2 separate regions of the Triticum aestivum genome follow, and region 2 is linked to region 1. A link is a contact called in public Hi-C data. All regions are on one chromosome and are shown on one strand. Each heading gives the region's core, a stretch centred on a gene start, on an enhancer-like site or on the middle of the called end of the contact. The rest is flanking DNA. Distances are from core to core; before and after follow the strand shown.

What was found. A called contact is a pair of places that touch in the nucleus more often than the background predicts.
Region 2: a Hi-C map of leaf shows a contact between it and region 1, with 2.8 times the contacts expected there. The contact joins the promoter of LOC123166326 here to the promoter of LOC123167709 in region 1. A contact is called at or near these places in 4 of 5 Hi-C or Micro-C datasets (leaf and root) and 1 of 1 datasets of contacts at active chromatin or transcription factors (leaf).

What each region holds. Positions count from the first base shown.
Region 1 is chr7D:462,513,983-462,521,907 of IWGSC CS RefSeq v2.1, forward strand. It overlaps LOC123167709, which reads right to left and starts at 4,804. Exons shown (of 9, transcript XM_044585567.1): 1 at 4,361-4,804; 2 at 3,524-3,575; 3 at 2,300-2,373; 4 at 2,089-2,178; 5 at 1,362-1,505; 6 at 807-858. The coding sequence starts at 4,488.
Region 2 is chr7D:462,652,802-462,660,726 of IWGSC CS RefSeq v2.1, forward strand. It overlaps LOC123166326 (protein NRT1/ PTR FAMILY 4.6), which reads left to right and starts at 5,301. Exons shown (of 4, transcript XM_044584112.1): 1 at 5,301-5,461; 2 at 5,545-5,653; 3 at 6,989-7,206. The coding sequence starts at 5,444.

The DNA of each region.
Region 1 (7,925 bases), core at 3,554-6,053:
TCAGCGTATGCAGAAAATATTATAGATTTAACTTTAGTGGAATATGATTTGACAACAAAATACAACTATTCTTTTTTTTTACCATTGACATGACTGTAAATACCATCGCATGATCAGGATTTAGAACTGAGTTTAACGGGCAATCCAAATAACAACAGAATCAATACTGGTAGTTTTAATAGGGAAAGTATTATTTCATCCGCTGCACAAGCTGAAATACGAATAACAGTGCATTTATGAAGACATGAAGTTATGTATGCTTTGATGAAACTGCCACAAACAGCAATTTTGAGAAAGAAAAGACTAAAAAAAAGTACACTTCTTTGACACACCTTAACACCAAGCAGTAACTATCTATTCAAGTCAACAGACTATATGAACGCATCCAGGTTGAAACAACACATGGTTAATTCTATCATTTGGTGCTTGGGATGAAGCTGCCATACCGCCCAAACGGGCTAAGTGATGGATCATCATCTTTACAGTGTAACACTGTGCGGGACCTAAGTATCTTAGCCCTGTCCATCCCACTTTAGCATTGTCAGATAGTAGTAGGCGCTATATAACCATTGCCGCTTATATATTGGCCCTGCTGGTAAGGTTCAAACAGGAATTTATTATGTTCCATTCTTATTTTCATTTTTGACAGAATACGGGTGTCCTTTTTTGACAGGTATGTCACAGAATGTGTGGTTTGGAAACTTCCCTTAGAAATGTAATTTTGTGAGTCAGGTCAAGGTATGCGTAGCCCCATGAAACAAACTCTAATTGCTTTGAACAACCACTAAGATTTGAAGATTTCTCACCGATATTGCAAAGATATTTATATAGAAGTCAATTAAGGTTGCAGCCATCCACCTGTGCACAAGAAAATTGTGAAGTTGAGATTTCCAATTGATAACATCAATAAAATTAGGTAATCCAACCAAAAGTACCCAAAGAAAATCAATGGAAAATATTCACAGATGTCAGTACCATTACAATATTTACTTGGGTCATGCCTCTAACGATTCTCTTTCTTTGTGGACGGACTCCTAGTCTTGTCCACAACTATGGTGAGTGCCAAGTACTACTGTGTTACAACTTACTGAGTAACACAGCTAGGCACTCATGGACGTGATCATTAAAATTAACTCTTAATTGCAACTTCAGCATAGATGGCTTCTAGCACGATTCCCATATCTCATGCTTACTTTATGTTTCGAAACTATCTAGCGTTTTTGTCTATTCTAAGGTTCTTTAGTCTAGTATCTGATTGCTACCTTTAGTCTTTTATCTGCTACATCTACCTGGACAGACAGTACTTCAAAACGATAGTTCTAAGAAACTGACGAATGCGAATTATGAATGTATTCACTTACGGTGTCAACAAATCCTTCCTGAAAGGCAATCCATCTGTAATGACAGTATACGTGACAAGTGCAGCCATGAGTATGCCCAAAATGCTGAAAATAGTTCTCCCGATGACGACAAAAGAACACTTCCTTTCGGGTAGATTATCTTGCCTGAAAAAAGAGATGTCTAATCCATTTAAGTTTGAGATAAGCGTCAGCAGGAAATAGAAGAGCTAAAATTTGTTTCTTTTCATTTCATCTTGAAGTGCCATAGTGCAGTCATCTTCATTCCTCACTATTCATGTAGTGAAAAGTACTGACACACTAGAATTTTACAGGCATTGGACCAACAAGATGACTCCAGATTCTCAGTTTGTTCAGATAACACAAAAGTACTCATTTAATGTGGCAAAGCTGTCTTTTTGACATAATTTATTAGTATTCCTTTATGTGCAAGAACAAGGAACTAGAAGTTCGGAATAAGTACAAGAGCTCAGAAAGTATCATCATAGTGTACAATAATGGCATAAGAATTGACTAATGCAAACAAAATAAACAGAATAACTATAAATAATCCATGATTCAAAGGAATACCATCAAAGCTAAAATTGAATTATTTGATAAAATGTTGTATTGAATAATGCAGTTCTTTTCATAGTTGCAGTTATTAAATCCTCTATTATGATGTCAAGAAAATAGTTGATCGGAATGAATCAGTACCCTGCATATAATGGAAAATAATTTGATTATATACCTGAGCAGCAAAAGATCAAGTGGATTTTGGGAAAGCCCTGAAGATGTTATCTCAAATAACTTGCTAACAATATAAGCACATGTAGTGGCACTGAAAAAGTGAAAGAAAAAAATCGTCACATTAAGTGGAATAGAACACCTCCAGTCAAACAGAACTGTGAACAAGCCATGATAAATCAAGAGGATAATAAATTATTTGCAGAAAAGAATACCTGCCAAGACAAATCAACAGTACTACCCAGAAGATAGAACTAATCCAATTTCCTTCCTTGTAGACAACCCAAGTCTGAAAGACCATAAATGAAAGAAACAGTTCAATCTCGAGTCAAAGTTGAAAAAGAGTGTTTATGTCCACATTCTGTAGACAGATAGCAAAACTAAGCCAACATTCTAGTGCTCAATTCCTGCAGAACCAAGCATCCTTTTTCAGAAAACGCGAGGAATGTGTTTCGATGCATTGATTGGATATGTTAGCAACACCTTAAGTTTACATATATAAAAGATGGACTCTGGAAATTCTGCGTTTGAATCAAGCGGAATAGTTAGTTTGAAAAAAAAATACTGGCTTTGACAATTTACTACTTCGTGCGCAGGCAGGAATTGATGCAAACACGATTATAGAAGAATGTCTCCTAGCTTCTTCTTTTTTTAACAATATGTCTCCTAGCTTGGTTAGTGAGTTAGCAAGTTAGTTAGGTAGACTGCACATCTCATCTCGTAGCTGCGATTATTCTTAGCTTTATTAATTGGATATTTTATATATTAATTACTTAAATTGTTTGGGCACTCTTATATAAAGGCTGTCATATATATCAACAAAAAGAAACATTAAGTTCATGGACATCCCAATCTCTAGTCTCTTTTCTCGACAAAGCCATGCAAACATGTCGTCCTCTTGGTAATATATATGACATAAGGATCTAAGGATCAATACGAATCTGTGCCATGTCCAAACAGTGTGTCAAGGATACCATTAATTAAGACAGAGTGATGCAGAGGAGGTACTATTTATTTTCATCTCTTAGTTGCAACCCATGTATAATCATTAACATTTGGGCCAAAAAAAGGCAATGCAGTTACAGATATGGCACCACATTTGAAAACTTACAGAAAATATTTTCATGCAGATGCAAAGGAAAACACAATGAATCGAAGCAGAGGCAAACACGATGAATCGATAGAAACTTGTGGGAAAATATGTCTGGCACAAAGAATCTTATGAACGACATAATGTATTTTTCCGATAGTTCTATTTATTCAAAAGCCGATAGTAAAGAAAAAGAACTGGTAGCTACATGGTAGTCCACTCTTGGAAAATGTGTTTCACCTGTTGTACTATCAAATATTCTAAACATCACAGGCTTTATGTAAATAGCATCTGAATAAACTAATTGCTTAGCAATGTGGAAACAGATATACAGAGATAGAGGATTTACCGAAATTGCTGCCATATTTACATAAAAATCAATCAGTGTTGTCACCATCCACCTGCACACAGTAAGAATTACTATTTTCAAGTGAAAATCATTTGAAAACATATAAGATTCATACTCTGATGCAATGCATAATTCACTGGCTAAAAAAGTATCAGTTCTCTCAAGAGCACACTGCCTACAACACTATTCAACATGTGTATCTAAGGAGTAGCATTTCTCAGGAGCTACCTAAATCTGCATCAATGTAAACCAAGCCTGAGGCTCAAAAAGTATCAGCTCCCTCTGAAGAGCACACTGCCTACAACACTATTCAACATGTGTATCTAAAGAGTAGCATTTCTCAGGAGATACCTAAACCTGCAGGAATGTTGACCAAGCCCGAGTCCCCATGCCATACCACCTTACTAATTCAACACACATAACTAAATCCAGATATAAGCAACATCTTACAGCTAAATGCTTGCAAAGATACATAAGGTTTATGCCTTTCTTACAGCTAAGATGGTAACTGAATTCATGAGCAAATCAAAGTTCATAACTGAACATTAACTTTGCGAGTGCTTTTTTTTTTTTGCGATTATATACTTTGCGAGTGCTACAAATGTTGCTAATTAATCACACCTAACTACCTAAGGCAAGTTATGCTGTATTAGAACCAACGATCCTCATCAGGGGAATTTTAACGTACTCGTATCGTATTCAGACCCCCAAAAAAATGTGTAGCAGCTTCCTACCGATCCACAAGGGTGCACAGCGGAATGAGACGTTTTCCAAAATTCACCGCAGCAATCAGCATATAATCCTCTTCAACGGCGAAAAGAAAGAACAGTTACTCACGGAGTCAGCAGCTCGGCGCGAAACGGCGAGCCGTCGGTGATGCAGGTGTACACCAGGGTGCCCACCATGAGGCAGCCGAGCGCCGCGAACACCGTCCTGTACACGACCAGGGTACCTAACGCCGCCATGTTCGCGCGCAAGGAGCTCAGTGCGAGACGAAGAGGGCACGGAGTTTGGTGGAAGAGCTGGGGCGAAGACAGACAAGTAGGAGGAGGAATTGCCAATCGTCCAGGCGGGTACTGTGGACGAGATGCTGACACGTCGGTGAGGCGGAAGCGGTGGCGGAGGTGAGGCCACGTAGGGCGCGCACGCCGCCGCCGTTTGCGACTTGGTGAGGCGAGGGGGTCGCGTATGGAGACTGGCTGGTGAAGAGGAGGGGGAGGAGGAGCAGCGGAGGTTGCCACCGGATTCCGGCGCTGGTCGGCGAAGGAATTGAGACGTGCATGCCTATTCTACGGCGAATCCTTTTTTTCCTTTTCGACAAAACTCTACGGCGAATCATGTGTCGCTCTCTGCGACTGCGACCACGATTGTGGAGGGAAAAAGCACGGGATATGCGCCAGGCCCAATTAGCTACTCCGGTTTTCTCGGTTCTACAACAAAGCTTGTTGTCCAGTTTATCAAAAATTGTCCAGTTTTTCAGATTTGCAAGTTTTCTATCGGAAAACTAACTGCGAAGGGGATGGCAATCGAACGTTTTTATGGCATTTCTTTATGAGTTTTTGATGGCATTTTTAGGTGGTAGCAGATGGCAATTTCTTCCCCTTTTTGCCGCAAAATTTCCTTCTTTCACAAACTGTCATACAATACATCTTTTTTTAACTTACTAGAACAATTCATGTGGGTTGCAACATGATATAAATATTCTACTACGTTAGCTTGTGATTAACCTGTCAATAATAATGCGATTGTGTAAATAAATGTTTATCAAATTCTGACCGTGAATTGCCTTATATTTTGATTAGAAGTTTGGTAAGTAAATTAAAATAAAATTGGTTCAGAAGGTAAGTAAATTAAGGTGATTGATTATCATATAGATGAAAGGTTGGACAAAGGGGTGGTGGGAAGAAAGGTGAAATGGGAACCTTACGTTCTTTTTAAGTAGTATAAGATATAAGATATAAGATAAGAAGAGAAGAGATATACAATACATCTCTGAAGAAATGGTCATGCATCTCTGAAGAAACTGACAGAAAAAAGGTTTGCAAATGCCCCCCATCATTGCGAATCTATGGGGTCTAGTATTTGTTATTTTCACCGGTTTTCTTTTTTCTTATTTTCATTTCTCCTTTTCCCCTTTTTTCTTCTAAATTTAAAATTGTTCACAATAAAAAACTGAAATCTCAAAAAGAAGTTATTTTAAATGTTTAGGTTTCCTAAAAAATTGTTCACATCTTTAAATAATATTTAAAAAAATGTAATCTTTCTAAAAAAACAAGTTCTTCCAAAAATTATGGTTTTTTCACATAAATAATTGTCATGTATTTTGAAAACTAAAACTAAAAACATACCAAGAGTAAAAAAATGGGAAAGGGAAGAAAAAACATTAGTTACCGTGTTGAGCACTAAATGGGTTGGCCCACCCAAACACCTTGTGCGAAATGTAGACATATTTTTCTCAAAAAAAAGCATCACACATATGAGCTTCTAGGTGGACCCTACTCCGGACGTAATGTGTCAGATACACTGCAAACGAAGACCTCCAAGTGCACTCCCGCAGCATATGAACGGCCCAACGCGTCGAACATTTTTTGAATTCGCAAATATTTTTTTGGATTCCCCAAAATATTATTCAAATTCAAGATTCTTTTCTGAATCTGTGAACATTGTTTGAAATTTCAAACATTTTATGAATTCATGATTTTTTTGTTGAACTTCACACATACTGACAAAGTCATGAATATTTATGGATTTCGTAAACAATTTTTCAAATTCATTAACGTTCGTTTAATTCATGAACATGTTTTAAATTCACAAGCTTTTATTTAATTTGCGCACTTTTTTAAAAATTCATAAACATTTTCTGAACAACTGACATTTATTGAATCTGTGAATATTTTTTGAATTCACAAACATTTTTAGAGTTCAAATTTCTTTTTTGGGCCCAAAAATATTTTTAGAACTTGTGAACATTATAAAGATAGGAAACATCTTTTCGAAATTTATGAACATTTTTGAAGTGTTGTAATTGTATGCTCTGTCCAAGCGGCTGAACCAAAAGAAACCAGCAAAACAGTCATGAATTATAAAAAAATGTTGACGGATTATTGAAAATGTTTGATAATTTACAAAATGTTAGCAAATTTATACAATTCATTTTGAACCATAAATATTATTCAAATTATTTTTGAAATGTTCTTTCAAAAAAGGTTCATGCATGTAAGAAATGTTCATGAATTTTAAGAAGGTTGAGGAGTTTTAGAAAATTGATTTTCAAAAATGCTCACTAACTTTAAAATCCTTGGAACGTTCATGACATAAGAAGACATTAAATATGAAAAATAAAAATAAAAAATGAAGCTCAAAATAAGGAATAAGAAACAAAAAGAGGTCAGAAACACCTAAATAAAAATAAAGCAGACAAAAACCACGAGAAAGGAAAAACAAACTGTCACAGAACACCAACTCCAAAAATAAAAAATACCACTAAATGAGTCAGGCCTACTAACATTCATGGGCCCTGTCTTTTCTACCGTTTTACCTCTACTAGCAAAAGAGCATGTGCGTTGCAACAGGAGAAAAAGATATCACATGCCCGTAACCCAATAATTATGAGTCAAGACCCCAATAGGTCCATGTTTTTTATTTCAACATAAACTCACATATGTGTTATCGTTTGCCCGTCATCCCATTCTCGCATATGATGACCATAGTGCTTATAGAATCACAACGCATTTGAATTAATTAATCCTAAGCCATCTCTCTCTCTTGGCATGAGATGAGATTTTTTTTCCTGGCTATGTTTCTTTTGTCTCCAATTTGTTTGTCTAGGTGTTCATTTGCAATCCAGATTGGTGCCGGTATGAAACAAAGACAGATCGTGCGCTATTGATTAAGTTTGCACTCTAAATAGCATTTTAAAAATGGTTAAGAGGTAAAATAGCATCATATTCAAATTCTACAAATTTTTCTAATCAGATTTCACATATAACATGTTAAAATGAAGTTATGGTTTACAAGATATGGATATTTCAAAAAAACATTGTTCTAGGTGGACTACGGGTTAATTATCAGAAAATACATGGTGTTTTCAGTAAGAATGCAAAACACGATTCGTTTTGTCACTTAAAAGTGAACTATGGGTTAATTACCTGAAAGGGCAGGGGGTTTTCTATAACATCAAAAAAATGTTTCATTTAGCCACTAAATATAGGACAGCGGGATGATTCTTCGAATCATAAGGTGATTTTCTGTTCAAATTCGTGAAAATAAACAAATCAAAATCATTAAGTTTTTTTCAAATTCTTGAAAAAAATAAAGTAATCAAAATTTTAATATCCATGAACATTTTTCAACTGCATTAACTTTCTCAAACTCGGGAATGTTTTTTAATTCATGATTTGTT
Region 2 (7,925 bases), core at 4,051-6,550, 140 kb after region 1:
TCCTATCGCATCCCACCAATTTCAGCCAATGGATTCGTCCGATCCTCATGTTGCTCGCGTACCGTCGTAGTCGACAACAAGTAGAAGCAGAGAGCACTGCGGCCAGGCCATGCATGCTTCTTCCTGTTGCTCCGTAGGGCGTGCGGCTGATCGATCAGTCCTCTCGCTGCGACGACCGACGAACCGTCGACCGGTCAGGCTTCCTCTCGTTGCTCGGTAGGGCGTGCGGCTGATCAGTGATCAGGCGACGTGATTCAATCATCAACTTGCTCGTTATCACTAGCGCTTGCTCACTGTGCGCTTGACAAAGCATGTCGGGGGCTTTCGAACTAGGTCGTCCTAGCGTTTTCGATCAAGCACCATCCTTGATGATCCTGTTCACTGTTCAGTTCCGGCGGCTGACTGTTGGAGCACTCGTGCTTAGCGATGAATTGATGGAATAGAACACGGGTGCATCACGGGATATTTATTTATTTGATTGAAGAGGATACACAAAGGCAATATTGATAATGATATGGTGCGGCTAGATGTAAGTCGCCTGAAAAAATCATTTGGTAATCGACGGTTCAGCCGGTGACCGCCCCACCCTCCCCACAACCGCGGCCCACCGCCGTGCTGCCCCCCTCCCCCCGCCATCCCTCTAGCCCCGGTGCCGACTTTAATTTTCCCCGGCGACCTTGCACCACCGCCGTGCTGTCGCCCCCACCTTAAGATAGATGGTGGGATAGTCCTCCGGCGAGCTTCTTCCTTCACATTCCTTCCCTCCGGCGAACTCTCGAAATCGACTAACATCAAATTTGAATTTCAGTCGATTTGACAATTAGCAATTGTGACAACGACAATATAAAGAAAGGAAAAAAAAACTTCCAAATCCTCTGCATCCGAGGATACGCACGGCCAACGGGAAGGCAAATGGAAAGTTTGATACGCTGTTTAAGATTTTTACTAAGGTACTCACAAATAGGCTTGTTGGGGTTATTGGTAGACTTATCTCTGATTTCCAGTCTGCCTATGTGAGAGGGAGATATATTTTGGAGAGTGTAGTGTCTGCACATGAAGTGGTGCATGCAATACATTCTTCTAGTAGACAGGGTTTAGTGTTTAAAATAGATTATGAGAAGGCCTATGACAAAGTTAATCTAGATTTCCTTTATGGGATGTTGGCTCTGAGGGGATTTGGGACTAGATGGATAGGTTGGATTAAGAGTATCACCCAAGGAGGCTCTGTTGGAGTCAAACTAAATGAGGAGGAAAGTAACTTCTTCCTAACAGGTAAGTGATTGAGGCAAGGGGATCCAGTGGCCCCTTTGCTTTTTAATTTGGTTGTAGATGTCTTTTCTAGAATGCTAGTTAAAGGTTCCCATTCTGGGTTAATTAGGGGGCTATGCCCTGAACTGGTTCCTGGAGGAATCATGTGCTTACAGTATGTTGATGATACCTTGCTATTTCTAGAAAATGACAGTAGACTAGCCTTAAATCTTAAATGGATCCTCACATGTTTTGAACAGGTTTCAGGCATGAGAATCAATTACCACAAAAGTGCTCTAGTTCCTATTAATGTTAACTCTAGAGATTTGGAGGGGTTCATTGATATCTTTCAATGTGTAGAGGGATCCTTCCCTATCAAATATTTAGGTATACCTCTTCATTTTGATAAATTGAGCCAGGAGGACCTGCAATTCCTAATTGATAAAATTTTGGCTAGAATAGCAGGTTGGAGAGGGAAGCTGCTTTCCTATCTAGGGAAGATTATTCTCATCAAAACTTGCTTAGCTAGTATTCCTGTTTATTTACTATCTTTTTTTAAATTCCCTAAATGGGCCCTGAATTTGATTAATTCCCATATGGCTAATTGTTTGTGGAGTGACATTGATGGTGCCCACAAAATCCACCTAGCTAACTGGCCTTCTATCTGTATGAAGGAGTTTGGGGGCATGGGGGTGCCAAATCTCCAGGATATGAATCTTTGCCTCATTGGGTCTTGGGTTAGAAGGTACATAGCTGGAGAGGGGTCCATGCGGAGGAAAATTGTTGATAACAAATATAATACTAAAAGCCGAAATATTCTTTGCTGTCATGATCCACATCCTTCCCAGTTTTGGAAAAGTTTTATGTGGACTTCGCAAGCTGTGAAGGTGGGATTCAAATGGCGGGTAGGAGATGGCAGTTTAGCTAGATTTTGGGAAGATACCTGGTATGGGAATGCTCCTTTAGCCACCCAATACTGGGATCTATATGTTTTAGTGGAGAAGAACAAAACCATTGCAGAAATCTTGGATGGTCAAGAGCTCAAATGCACATTTAGAAGGACCTTCTCAGATGAACTGATGTCACGGTGGTTTGAGTTAGTGGATATTCTTTCCCTGACTAAGTTTAGCCAGGAGAAAGATTCTTTGATTTGGAAATATGAGTCTAATGGGATTTACTCTTCTAAATCTCTCTATGCTATTGTTAACTTTAGGGGTGTTCAACCTGTTTATCTGCCTGCTGTCTGGAGTGTGAAAGTACCACCTAGGGTGCAAGGCTTTCTTTGGCTTTTCTCACAAAATAAAATTATGACTTGTGACAATCTTAGGAAAAGAGGCATTGCAAAACCCCTAGAATTTGTCCTTTGTAAGGAGATCGAATCTGTGCATCATTTGTTTTTTGACTGTTTGGTAGCTAGGCTTATTTGGGCTGAGGTGAATTCTGTTTTTAATATTTCTGTTACTGGATACGAGTCTGTAGCTAAGTTCTGGCTGTGTGCTAAAAAACACAAGCAGTTTAATGTTGTGAGCTCTGCAGTCCTGTGGGGGCTGTGGAATTTTAGAAATTCTATTGTCTTTAATAGACGTTCTTGGATCTCTATGAAACAGGTTCTGGGGCTGGTGTACCACTATCTAAGGGACTGGACCAAGCTGTTTCAAGATCTCCAGGAGGGAAAAATGCAAGAGTTTCATGAACTGATCTGGGAACGGCTGAGGAAACCCTTGATGCTGGAGCCGGGTTGATCTGTCACAAATGGTTTGAAGACCAAAACGGTGAAGAAGGGATCTGGATGAAGGCGGTGGGAAAAGCTGCTCATGGAGGGAAGACTACCCTTGAATACCAACTGCAACACCCGGAGGAAGCTGATAGCATTCACGTGGTCAGCATCGGGTGGGAGCCTCTATCCTGCTAGAGCAGTCTCGCATGTTTTGGACTAGTGTGCAGATGCGTACCCCTGCTTCTCACTTGTTATGGGTTCTTTCGAGCTGTCCTGATCATTGGGCCTGAGTTTCTTTTAGCTGGTTTGTAATAATTTGGAGCAGTAGTAGGCGGAGAGGTGTTTCTCTTCATGTGTCTGGTTTTGTTTTATCTTGGTCCTGTATGAACTTGTACGCTGAAGGTTTCTTTCTATATGAAATGGAGCCGAGTGTGATCCCCTGATTATCGAAAAAAATCTGGGTTAAATGATCACCACCTAATTAACTAGTGGATACGCAAAAAAGGTACTGGCGATGGGAGCAAAACTGCTAGAACGAGTAGCAAGTGAAGTGTATGCAGCATCTCAAGGGTGGAGGATCAACGTTGCGAGGCTGGAAGGATGAAAAAAACTCCTGCTACCTGATGAAGCTGCTGTCCCTTAGCTTTGCTTTCTCTGCTTTAGTAATTTGTCTTTTGGAGATTTGTAAGATCTGCAGAATTTAGCTGGTATGTTGGGCGTGTATTGAAGACTATCTGAGATTGTGGTGGCCTATTAGTTGCCCCTTTCTTCCTGGCTGGGAGGGGGGGGGCATGGTAGCGGTTTTTATCTTTTGTTGAACTATGTCGTAGTTTGTCTAGGGATGGATGCTTGGGTTTTCATTAATGAAAATCGAAAGGGGTGAAGCCCTTCTTTTATCAAAACAAAAACTAATGGATACGCATCAGTTTCAAAAAACAAAACAAAGAAACTAATGGATACGCATCAGTGATAAGAAGCACCGATCGACACACGTATGCTCGGCTTTATCTCCAATATCGAAAGAAAGACCAGACTAATCTTGTTAGTGCACACATCCAGCCTAAAACGCGTCCAAATTCAGTTTACTGAAATGGTCAGACACGATGCATCCCTGCAGGTGTTCATTTACAAATTCACTGAATACAGCTGGATATACACCATATCAGTCCAGATAATCCCTATAAATGCACCATTATTAGTAACTGAAGCTGACAAAGAAATAATAATGAAAAATGGAAATGAGAAAATGAAAATAGAAAAACGTGCTCCTTATCAGTGGCTAGCACTTGCTCACTGTGCGCTTGACAAAGCATGTCGGGGACTTTCAAAGTACTCTCTCCATCCGGAAATATTTGTCGGAGAAATGGATGTATCTAGTCGTATTTTAGTTCTAATACATTCATTTTTATCAATTTCTCCGACAAGTATTTCAGGACGGAGGGAGTAGGTCGTTTACGAGCGAACGCCGTCCTTGATGATCCTGTTCAGTTCCGGCGGCTGACTGCTTGGAGCACCATCAATAGTGATAGCGATGAATTGATGGAATAGAACACGGGTGCATCATGTTTTATTTATTTATTTGATTGATTGAAGAGGAATATAGAAAGGCAATATTGTTACTCACTAATGATAATAGAAAGGAAGAAAGGCCTTCCAAATCCTCTGCATCCGAGGATACGCAGGGCCAACGGGAAGGGAAAGGGAAAGTTGATACGTTCACGCAATGGAAATGCACAGCCATATCTCGGGCTGCCAGCACTATTTTTGCAGGTGTTTACTCCTGGTTTAATGATCACCTATAATTAACTAATAGATACGCATCAGTTGTAAGAAACGCTGCTGGATACATGTAATCTTTGCTTATCTCCAAGACCAAAAAAAAAAGACAAATCTTATTTGTGCACACATCCAGCCTCAAGCTCGTTCAAATCCAGTTGACTGAAATGGTCAGGCACAATACATCCCAGCACGTGCTCATTTACAAATCCACCGAATACAGCTGGATATACTACGCCGTATCAATCCAGATAATCCCTATAAATTCACCCCATTAATGAAATTAGTAACGTAATCTGACCAAGAAATAATAATGAAAAATGGAAACGAGAAAACGAAAATAGGAAAACGTGCGGCACGAGAAGAAGACAATATTGCGTCGCGCAGGAGGAGGAGGAAGAGGGGCATGCTGATGAGATGGACGTGTCTGCGTGCCCTCGAGTCCCCGTCAACCGCCCCTGTGGGCCGCCGTTTTACCGTTCTGCCCCTCCGGCACCAGCGGCGCAGCCAGCCACCCGCTCTCTCCCCCGTCCGCACGCACTTTTAAATACGCCACCATGCCCCTCCTCCCCCGTCAGCCAGGCAGTCACACACAACACACGGCGCTCCCCTGAGCCCGAGTCTTCCTGAACGGCCTCCTCTGTTCGTCCAGCAGTTCAGAGTTTCAGACCTTGAGAGTTCACACACACACGCCGCGGCTTGATGGTGGGCGGCGCCATGGTGAGTCGACCGATCGATCCATGGCAGTTCTTGTTCCGTTGCTGTCGGTGTTGATCTGCCGGGTCTTGTGTGTGTGTGTGCAGGAGGACGGAGCGCGGGAGGTGGAGCGGTGGGAGGGGTACGTGGACTGGAGGAGCCGGCCGGCGGTGAAGGGCCGGCACGGCGGCATGGTCGCCGCCTCCTTCGTGCTGGGTAAGTAAACTCGACTCCCTCCCTCCCTCTCTCGATCACGCAGCGATGCATGCTCCTCAACACCTTCTAGGCTCTTCCAGAACCCTCTCGGCCGAGCCGGGAGGCAGACAGAGGGCGACGCAGGGGACCGACCGGAGCGGGAAAGGAGACGGAGCACAAGCGGGAATAGGATACCCCCTGGCCCCTGCATATCTGCGCCGCGGGCATGCATCAAGCATCATGGACTCATGGTCCATCCTCCCCTCCGCTCCCCGCCGGCCATCTCTTTCTCAACCCTGAAAGCCACCGCACGCACCTTCCCTTTCGTCCCCTTCCTTTCTTGATCGGACCTGCGCCCTTTCCCTATCTGATCTGCCCGCTTTCGGGCATGTAGTGCTCCATAGCCTTCCCTCTCCGCCGCCCCACCTGATCCCTCCCTTCTTGCTGGGGCTCCATCTATTTCCATTTCCCTCACCTCCCTTTCCTCCTCCTCCTCCCCTGATTTCTTGCTTTCGCAGGCCGTGCGTTTCCATCCGTTTCCCGGGTTCGTGCAACTTGGGCAGGAATTGGGCACCTTTACCTGCCGCCAAGTTGCATGCCAAGAGGGCAGACACAACTTGCGCCGAGCTACAGTTCATGGCGCTTTTGCACGAGCCTTCGAATCCAAGCTCTCCAATGCAACCGATGGCCCCAGTGCCGTCACTGTGCCGGGACGGCGATCTCTCTCTCCCTCCCTCTCCCGCCCGCCGTTCTAGAAGCCTCCCGTACGATGCGACCTGGTTCCGAGAAAGAAAACGAGCGGGCCCTCCATTGCCTCTCGCGTGTGTGGAGGAGAGGAGAAGCTAGCCGGCCTGTGAGCTAGAGTGGCCTCTGTTTCTCGCTTTGGTGGTTGAGGACGAAGCCATGATGGCGTCAAAAAGACTTTCCTATTATTTTTTTTGGCCTCGCTTTTTACCCGCCTGCCCGCCCGCCCCGAGCGGGACGCGGGCCGTCCGAAAACGGGCGCATTAAAAACTGGCACGAATCGCAAGGCGGTAACGGCGAGCAGATTGGCCGGCCCGCGCCGGGAAAGCCACCCATGTAATGCGGGCGTTATGTCAGTTATTACCGCACATGCTGCGGCTGCAGCTTACATATGCCAATTTTGCGCGCGCGCGCGCGCGCACACACACACAAAATATCTTTGAACCAACTTGTGAATTGTTTTTCACCATACGTTCATATCTTTTCTTTCGCTCAGATTTGGTCTAGCTCCTTAACTGGTTGTAATCTAGTGGTTAATCTGAACAGGATCAAAAAGTATATGCAGCAGAGGTTATGATCGTTAATAACAGTATTGTTGCTGTGTGCGTGCAGTTGCGGAGGTGCTTGAGAACCTGGCGTTCCTGGCGAACGCGAGCAACCTGGTGACGTACCTGATGAAGTCCATGCACTACTCGCCGGCGCAGTCAGCCACCACGGTGACCAACTTCATGGGCACGGCCTTCCTGCTCGGCCTCTTCGGCGGCTTCCTCTCCGACGCCGTCTGCACCACCTACGCCGTCTACCTCATCAGCGCCTTCGTCGAGTTCATGGTACGCACGCACGCACCCCCGCCGAAATATCTAAATTTTGCAGTAATACTTGTTGCCTGGCCGGTCCGTTTTTGCTGATGAATTCCCATCATGCATGCATGCACTGACAAGAAAACACTTGCGTAGGCTATAATAGACTCATCGTACGTGGTAGATCGACGTTTCTGGATATACGTAGATATTCCTACAATTAATATTGAGAAGAAAAAAACTCTTGTAGGCTATCTATCATAGATCATGGTGGTAGATCGACGTGTCCGGATATACGTAGATATAGTTAATATTGTCCTTATCATATCTCCGAGCTGGCAGATATACACCGGAATATTCTGTCCAGCTGTGCCGCCACGTCGCCGAATTGACTTTTCACTTTTCCTTTTTCGCCCTGGCCGGTTGTGTACACGTCGTACGACATGCATGTCTGACCGTTTAGCTAGACTAGAATCTCTCCGTAAGCTGCCGAAAGGATCGCACTAATAATCAATTAATAATGAAATGAAGCCATGATGGATGATGGATCCGAGCACTAAACACAAGCTACGTTGGAGAGGCGACACATGTCCGGAGATAACCACAGTGGCGAGCTTTAATAGCCGGTCACGTCAAATGATAACCCCGATTTTGATCCTCGACATGTGGTGCATGTGTTGCATATATAGGCGCACTTCACGGATCCGTTTGGTCTGGGATCTTCGCTGTTAAAATTATATAGAGACCCG